Regions from separate parts of the Mus musculus genome. Here all the other regions are linked to region 1. A link is a contact called in public Hi-C data. All regions are on one chromosome and are shown on one strand. Each heading gives the region's core, a stretch centred on a gene start, on an enhancer-like site or on the middle of the called end of the contact. The rest is flanking DNA. Distances are from core to core; before and after follow the strand shown. Region 1 holds the start of Atox1 (antioxidant 1 copper chaperone). Region 2 holds the start of Tvp23b (trans-golgi network vesicle protein 23B). Region 3 holds the start of Mgat1 (mannoside acetylglucosaminyltransferase 1).

What was found. Hi-C and Micro-C count contacts between places; a contact is called where the count stands out from the background.
Region 2: a Hi-C map of CD8 T cells shows a contact between it and region 1, with 6 times the contacts expected there. The contact joins the promoter of Tvp23b here to the promoter of Atox1 in region 1. A contact is called at or near these places in 2 of 484 Hi-C or Micro-C datasets (CD4 T cells and CD8 T cells).
Region 3: a contact with region 1 is called in a Hi-C map of rod photoreceptor, with 7 times the contacts expected there. The contact joins the promoter of Mgat1 here to the promoter of Atox1 in region 1. A contact is called at or near these places in 1 of 39 promoter capture datasets (liver) and 2 of 484 Hi-C or Micro-C datasets (CD4 T cells and rod photoreceptor).

What each region holds. Positions count from the first base shown.
Region 1 is chr11:55,459,739-55,462,583 of GRCm38.p6, forward strand. It overlaps Atox1 (antioxidant 1 copper chaperone), which reads right to left and starts at 1,470. Exons shown (of 4, transcript NM_009720.3): 1 at 1,350-1,470. The coding sequence starts at 1,355.
Region 2 is chr11:62,878,097-62,880,941 of GRCm38.p6, forward strand. Tvp23b (trans-golgi network vesicle protein 23B) reads left to right here and starts at 1,359. Exons shown (of 7, transcript NM_026210.5): 1 at 1,359-1,499. The coding sequence starts at 1,488.
Region 3 is chr11:49,249,150-49,251,994 of GRCm38.p6, forward strand. Mgat1 (mannoside acetylglucosaminyltransferase 1) reads left to right here and starts at 1,403. Exons shown (of 3, transcript NM_001110150.1): 1 at 1,403-1,506; 2 at 2,401-2,525.

The sequences.
Region 1 (2,845 bases), core at 220-2,719:
ATGAGGAGACAAAGGCTCAGAGAGGCAGAACAACTTGCCTGAGGCTGCCCAGCTGGCAAGCCAAGGGCAAACTTTCAGGTTTCTGGGTTAAGCTTTGGTCTGCAAACTATCTTGGGTAAGACTTACTTCCCTGGCTAGATTGGAGGTAGCACTTGACCAATACCTCCCTGCACTTAGCAATTTGTCTTGATAAGGTGCCTGTTCATCTCCCATTAAATCCTGTGTCCCCAGAGGCAGACACAGAACAGAGAGGCCCTCAAGCTATTTTTTTCCTTCACTGCTGCCCTCTGAAGAGCAGCCGGGCAGCCTCCACTCTGGAATCCTGAGGTCACCAAGGAGTCTGTCACATGGACTAGCTTGACTGGCAGGATGGACTTTACCAAGTTTTTTTTTTTTTTTTGGTCTGTGCTTTGTGCAGACAGGGTCTGAAGACAATGGGCAGGAACCACAAGAATGACACCTGAGAGGTTTAAGGATTTGTACCAGGAAGAAGCCTCAGGTTCATTCCCAGAAGATAAGCTGCTAAAACACAGAATACTCCTGGGAGACCTCTGGGTTGAGAGGCACTGGGAGGAAAATGCTCTCCACTCCACAACTCTAGACCAGCATCTCCGGAACTCAGTTGAGATTAGAGCTTGCCCCCAAACAAGTACAACTGGTTTTGCCCAGCACTTCCCAGGTGGTCTGGCTCCATCTTGTATCCTACCTACCTAGCTAGCTCCCAACAATAAACGCTTTCCAGCAAGCACTGGGGTTTTTCTTCTCTTCTTGTGTAATGTGCCAAGGCCTCATGTAAGGCCTTCATTTTAAATTAAGCAATGAGACTAGAAGCCGCCATGCAAAGGAGTGGGGTGATTTCAAAGGCAAGATAAGCGCTGCTCTCGGCTCCTTAAACTCTGCTCTGAGCTTTGGGATTCCTGGTTGGGGAAGAAAGTACCCTGTCGGCCCAGTGCTGAAGTGGAAGCAGGGCAGTGTGGGCAGGAGAGATGAACAGAGACATGCTTCTCTGGAAAGCCTGCAGGCGGCAGGGTATGCATGTGGAAAGGCCAGGTACCCGCATTCCTATATGGGTTCTCTGCCCTACCTCCCTGCCTCAGTTTCCCCATTATGCAGAAAAGGATGGGGCTGCCTCTCGAAGACTCTCTAGGGCGATCCGGAGGCCTGTGTTCTGCACTACACTGCTCTCTGCAGCTTTCCGGAGGGTCCCGAAGCCGGAGGACCGTGCGGAAGGTAAACTGAGAAACGACTGCAGCTCTGGCCACGGCCTGCGCCCTGACAGCAGCGTCGGGCTCGGAAACAGTGCATCCGGGCTGGAGACAGAAGTTCCCGCGGGTCGAACGGCCACTTACCGGCATGACTGACGCGGCACACACGGGCAGTGGCAGCGGCGACGACGACTGGAACTCCTCTCCCGGACACCAAAGCTGCGCTTCCGGAGAGCGCTCCTGAAAGCCCCGCCCTCAGGCCAACCCATCCTTCGGCCAGGCCCCGCCCTAGGGCTGGGCTCCACTTATGCCCCGCCTCTTCCGGGGCTAGCTTCGTCAAGGCCCGGCCCTTTGAGGAAGGATCTGCTAAATTCCCTGTCCCTTCCGGTCCAGTTAGAGCTAGGTTCCTCCCTTGGGCTGGCCTCCTCTTGCTTACCGTGCCTTTCGATATGAATATTTCACTAGGTCCCGCCTCTCTTTTGGGTTAGGTCACGCCCCTCCGGACGCGGAAAGGCCAGGCTTTTTTGAGGTCAAGCTAAGGCTATCTTGTGGAGGCCAGACCTGCGTTTTCTGCTGGGTCATTTCTGAAACAGGGCTAGGGAATGCAAGGCCAAGGCTCTGGGAATAAAAGATCTGGCATCTCCCTAAAGGGACCATCTCTCTTGCTTACCACTCAACTCAGTCCCTAAACTACAGTGGCCTGACCTAGGGCGCCAGGCCTGTTGACCCGGATACTAACGTGGCTGAGGCAGAAGATTTCTGGGTTCAAGGCTTACTGCGGCTGCAAAGTTCAAGGGCATCCTGGACTTCTTGAGACCCTTTCCTGAAAAAACATATTAAAAAAGAAATCCAAATTTAAGGCACATAGTAGATAAATTCACAACTGTAATCCCAGTGCTTGAAAAGTTGAGGCAGAGCTGGGCCAGGTGGTGGTCATGCCTTCCTTCAATCCTGGCCCTCTGGAGGCAGAGGCAGGTGGATCTCTTAAGTTCAAAGCCAGCCTGGTCTACAGAGCAAGCTCCAGGGCTATGCAAAAAACAAACAAACAAACAAACAAACAAAACAAAACAAAAAACCCATGAGACTGCGTCCTTCCCACCCAATTATGGCAGCCCCAGTAAACCGAGTTACTGCATGGGTAACTGACACCCATGAAGAAGATTGGCTTCCTCAAGAGTGCCAGAAGGACCAACCGACTGGATCTATCTCCTCTACCAGCCATTTGTGTCCTTGAGCTGGAGGCTGAGAGGAGATCCCTAAACTAAGTAGGCAATCTGCCATTTTGTGTGTCAGGATGGGTTCAGTCTGAAACCATGCTATAATTTGAACATAAAAGTTATAAGAAGTTGGCTAACAGGGGAAAGCCTAAGAATCTAAGACTAGCTGGATGGGGTAAGGGTGGCACACATGTGTCTATAAACAAGCATTCCCGGGGCTGGCGAGATGGCTCAGTAATTAAGAGCGCGCCGACTGCTCTTCCAAAGGTCCCGAGTTCAAATCCCAGCAACCACATGGTGGCTCACGACCATCCGTAACGAAATCTGATGCCCTCTTCTGGGGTGTCTGAGGACAGCTACAGTGTACTTACATATAATAAATAAATAAATCTTAAAAAAAAAAAAAACAAGCATTCCCCCTAC
Region 2 (2,845 bases), core at 109-2,608, 7.4 Mb after region 1:
GTGAGGGGAGATAGGGGCAAGGCAGGAGGACAGAGCATCTAGTCAGTTGGTACTAGGAGGCAACACCCTGTTTCAAAAGCAAGCAAAGAACCCCCCCCCCAACACACACACACCAGTCCTCCAAAAAGGAAGACAAAAATCCTAACAAGTGGGAAATTCACTTTCTTGTCAAATGCTCTATATCTTAAAATATGGTAGTGAATTCAAATTGCATTCATATAAAAAGTGAGAACCAAAAAAATTTTTTTTCCACACAACCTCACAACACAGGGTGGGCCACCAAAATCTTTGTCCAAGCAGGTTAGGACATAGGTCATTTGTCCAGCTTCACACGAAGATGCGCAATTACCTTGCCTGCTTTCTCTTTTTTGGGAACTAGGTCCATGTTTCTTCATTATTGTAACACTGGGTTTGACATAGTCCTGGCAAAGAACCAGATAAAACCCCGGGTTCTGTGAAGAGTCCCTTCAGTTAAGAAAAGGTGAGAGGGACATTGCATGAGCCTCCAACAGTCTGACATAGTTGAGCAAACAGAATATCTCTATCATTACAGTTGCAAAGATGGCTTTAAACTCTCTGAATTTGTCTCGAAAAACCAAAAAAAAAAAAAAAAAAAATCTCTGAATTTTAGGTCTAGGCATGATCATGCCATCAGCAGGTGACTTAAAACAGTAATAAAAGCAAATTTGTGCCACTTTACTAAATGCTCTGTAAAGCCATCACCGTCCTTCCCACTTTACAGCCGAGGAAGGATGTACATAGAGATTGGTTATATAATTGGTACATGGAGGGCAGAGGCGCGATACTGGCCTCTCTTCTTGTTCTGAGGTTATGCCCCTTACAGCAGTACCCTCACTGCTTACGCTAGTCTTCTTGTCTCTTTCTTACTCGGTTTTTTTTTTTTTAATTTCTTTCCAAGGACACATTTATTTCTCAATTTTCTTTAACATTTAAATCGCTTAAGAAAGACTATACTAAAATACAATACATTTACAAGGTTAAATTATAAAGCTCCGCCTCTCTCAGGGCGTCCCTGCTGGTGGTAATGACTCACAGTTTGTACTTCTTTGGTAGCAAAAAACATTTTCCATTCATAACCCAAGAAACTTCGCTTTAGAACCCATTAAGTTAGCCAGTTTATTCCCAAGCGTTTTGCTTTTCCTTAGAAGTGCAGCCCTTGCCCCTGCTCACGCTTGCCCCGCCCACCTCCACCTCAGCCCCTACAGAGTCTCTGCGTCAAGGCCCCGCCCACACACCCCGCCTCCTACCGCCCGCGTCCGTCGCGTGGACCAGCTCTTTCCGCCCCGCCCACTATGGAGCCCCGCCCCAAGGTATGGACCCGCCTATCGCCTTCCGGTCTCTGGAGTTGCGCCCTCCCACCAAGTGGCTTCCTGGTGCGCTTGTGACGTCGGCTGTAGAGCTGGATCGCGTGGCAGCTTTGCTGTCGTGGCTCTCGGAAGTGGGGGGCGGGTTGGCGCAGGGTCGTCATGTTGTCGCAGGTGAGGGATGGCGGCCGAGCGCCGGTAGCCGGTGCTTGAGTTGGGGCTGGGGGTCTTGCCCAGTCGCCCGAGGCTGTTGGGTCCGTGTGCCCGCCCACTGCCTGAGCTGTAGGAACTGCAGGTGGGTGGGTAGGAGGGCCAGCCCCGGGCAAATTGTCGCTAGAGGGTTTGTGGACTGTGAGGGATAGGGTGCACCGGCGACCCCGGAGGCACAGAGGCCTCCTGTCAGCGGGTGTGGAGCACACTCGCTGCAGGATCTCTGGGTGTGAGGTCGGGGGTAACCCGTCTTCCCATAGCCTGCCCGGATGAGGGGAATGGCCTGTAGGGCCCTGATACACAAGTTCAGGGCGATCCTGTAGGGAGAGATTGCCAGAGCCTTGGGTTCCAGTGTTACTACGCTGTACACAGATAATCACGATGGTTATCGCCTTTGTACCCGTAGAGGTCGATGTAGCCAATTGTCCTTCGGCCAGAGATTAGTACATGTAATATATTTTCTTCCTTTAAAATTTTACTGTGAAGCTGGGCGTGGTGGCGCACGCCTTTAATCCCAGCACTCGGGAGGCAGAGGCAGGTGGATTTCTGAGTTCGAGACCAGCCTGATCTACAGAGTGAGTTCCAGGACAGCCAGGGCTATACAGAGATATACAGGCTATACAGAGAACCCTGTCTCGAAAAACCAAAAAAACAAAACAAAAAAACAAAAAAAATTTTTTTTTTACTGTGAACTCCCATGTAGATTGTGTCACACGGGTTTCATTGTCAGGTTGGGATGTTCAAGGAGATGGGATCTGCAAAGGGCAGGATGGCTGGGGGTGGGGGTTGGGATGGGGAGAGGTTAGGTTGGGGAACAACATATTTTCAGATCATAATAATAAAGACATAGTGACATACCAAGTGTCTCAGGATGGGCCAACTAGAATCTGTGATAAGAAAAGTCTACTTTGTGGAAATGTGGAGTAGAAAAAATTCATTGATGGTTTCAGCTCAGCTCTGAAGGTGCATTTAGATCCGCTTCTTCCTACTCCTAGGTCTGTGACCATAAGTCCTTCCACCTGTTGGGCATTTGACATTTTTTATAGTCATTACCTTCCTTCCCCCAGGCAACCTGTGCATTAAAATTTCTCTGCAGACTTAAACATCTGTTCCCTTGTGGTTTTTGTGTTTTTTGGTTGTTTTTTTTTTTTGTTGTTGTTGTTTTTTGTCTGATAATTTTCTTTCTTATTACCTAGAAGCAGCCCCTCCCCCTGGTATTTTCATACCAACCCCCTCCCTGCATCTTTGCTAATCACCCACAGGTTCTTCTGTGGATCCTGTGTACTCCACTGTTGGGTTACAGCTGGTTT
Region 3 (2,845 bases), core at 153-2,652, 6.2 Mb before region 1:
TTCCTAGTGTCTCCTGACAACTTTGTTTTACTTCCTCACCTGCCCACAAGGGCCCTTAAGGTACTCCCACTTTCTGCATAATTCCTGGTGTCTGGTACGAACAAGTTAGTGAGTAACACTCAGTAAGCACAGACCTAAAAGTCCCGGTTACCTTGGGGACTCTGGAACAGTAGTGATGAAGTCTGTAGGTAGGAGGGTCTGTCTGAGGTTGAGTATATCTAGTAATCAACTGGCAGTGCCTCTGCTCCCCTCATGGGTGAAAGATCCAAGGGTGGTTGGAGCCAAGGCTTATGCAGAGGGCCAGGCACAGCAGGATGTGGGAGCCAGTGGGGGCTGTGGTACCATGGTGAGTGGACAGTAGGGATTCCCAGACATCTCTGATTCCAAAATGGTCCTGTCAGTGAGATGTGGCTTACTGTGAGTTGCTAATAATGCACGGCTCAGATCTCAGAAATAGTTTGTGCTCCGGGGCCACTGCTGACATCTAAATCAGACCCTGAAACTCCTGGTTGTCATCTTTCCTCCCCCACTCAGGCTGCTTGAGGCTCTGATTGAGGTACTTACCAAGTACTCTGTTCAGTTGGGTCCTGATGAGTCTCCCTGCCCCTCCCATGTTTCTTTTGCTTTAAAAAAATACCAAGGAATACAGATCCAGGGGTTTCCTTCCCCCTCCCATTCATTTTTAGGGTTACTCCAAAAGCCTGTGATTGATTCTTTCCTTCCTCAGGACTTAGGTTCAGTGTACAGGCCTGACTTTGGTTTCCCCGCCCATAAAGGGGCACACACACACACACACACACACACACACACACACACACAAGACAGAACTGAAACGGCGGCAGGCTGGCTCTTACCCACCTTGGGCAGCAGGTGTTTCCTCCCTATCTTCCCTTTTGAAACCGAATACTTGTTGCTTGCACACCCTCACCCCTCTCTTGCTGTTTTTTTTTTTCAACTAATAGTCTGCAACTTCCCTCGCATAGAGGAATGGTTCCCAGGTTCTTAGAATTGAGGTTGGTGAACGCTCTTCTTGCTGAGGAAACGCTTCTAACACCACCAAGTGCTGCACCCCTCAAAGTCGGTGAATCTCTAGATTCACTGGGCTGGACAAGGGACACTCTTGGGAAAAGTCTTTACTGGACAAGGCTCAGGGTGTGAGTGGGGTTGGCATCTACACAGGAGCTGCAACTGAGAGGGAAAGGGCCTCAAACAAACATCTCTGCTACCACTGCCTTTCGAAGTTGGGGGACTTGGGAAGACCCGTTGTTTAGATCTTGACCGGTGATCAGGAAGTCAGCAGTAGAGGAAGGCCCTGGAAGGAGGGGCCAGCGCGGACTCGCCCGTGGCAGGGCGGGGACCAACAGAGGGGCCTAGGGGCTGGGGAGCGCCGCCCCGCCCTCCCGGGGAAGGACCACATTGCCGGCTAGCAGGAAGGCCAACCAGACCGGACGAGGCCGCTCCAGCGCTGGGTGTTGCCGGTCCGGGGCGAGCCTGGTTCCAGGCGGGGTGAGTTGAGAGGATCCGGTGAGCTGGGCCGGGGGACGCCAGCGTCCTCAGTCCTGGGGCTTGTCCCAGGAGGACAAGGACCCCGGAGGAGAGAGGCCGCGCAGCCAGGGGAGTCGGGTCTGAGTCCCGAGTGTGCTCCAAAGCCAGGGCGGTGAGAGTGGCGGGCCCGCCCGGGGCCGCGCAGCGCGCAGTCTCCCCCACGCGGGGAAGTGGGAACTTAACGCACAGCTACAGGATTCCTGGCCTTCAGCTGCTAGAGGGAGGGTGGCTTCTCCAGGAGGAGCTGTTGTGAAACTCGGCAGGAGGGCACCTTGGGTGCGGGGCAGGGCAGGGCAGGGCAGGGGAGAGATGGGGTCGCCCTGAAGAAGTGGGAGACTGGAGTGGAAAGTGGACTTTATGCAAGCCTCACCCCAGCGTCCAGGCTTCATAAGTTACTAGGGCTGGCTTTTGCTCAGCCACAAGGAAAATTTGACTCAATGTTGAAATATGTGATTTGGCAAGAAAACTTTTTTTCCTAGCCTCCTTTCTAGTATGTTTGGAACAGGGGGCTCCCAAGAGGTGCAGAGCCCCCCCATTGTTCAAAATGTGGTTCAGAGGGACTGTGGCCCACCCATTCGAGTCTCCATGGAAGAGTGGCCTTCTGGTGAAGCTTCTTTTTCTTTAACCTTGGCTACTGTAAGGCTCTCGTGCTTGAGAATATTGCTGGCCAGCTTGATTGCCTGTCATTAGTACTATTTAGACTAGAGCGTCCTTGATTCTGGGGTCTTCCCGTTTCCAGTCACTAGTCCTTGACTTTTTAGCATGGAGATCACCAGTAATGGCAACATTACATCCCACTTCTGTTTCTCAGAAGGCTGTATTACAGTGTGTTCAAACTCCATGTCATTGCAACAGGTTAAACTCACTTTCTGCTTCGGACGTCAAGGTATTGCCATTCTAATCCAGACATCAAGGGCGGTGGAGAAGACAAAAGTCGGTTGTCTGTTTACAGAAGAGGAACTGAGGCAGTGGTTCTTCAGGTAACGGCTTCAGGGCTGTCTGTCTGGTGCCAGGCTATAGCAGCATTGTGTTTCCCTTTGACCTGTTCCCAGGTGAATAGCCTGTATCCCTCCTAGGTCTTACCCTCTATACTCTTGAATTATTTAGCATATCTACTCGGACTTCTTTTCAGTTCTTCTTCCCCTCTGAAATTATGGAGCCTGGTACATCATACAGAGTCTAACAAGAAAGTAATTCACTTAGAGAGCCGTTATCTGTGATGGACACTATGTGCTCTGTACTTGTTTAAGCTGTGCTTGCTATCATACTGGCAAAGCAGAAACAGGAGGGACAGTTCATC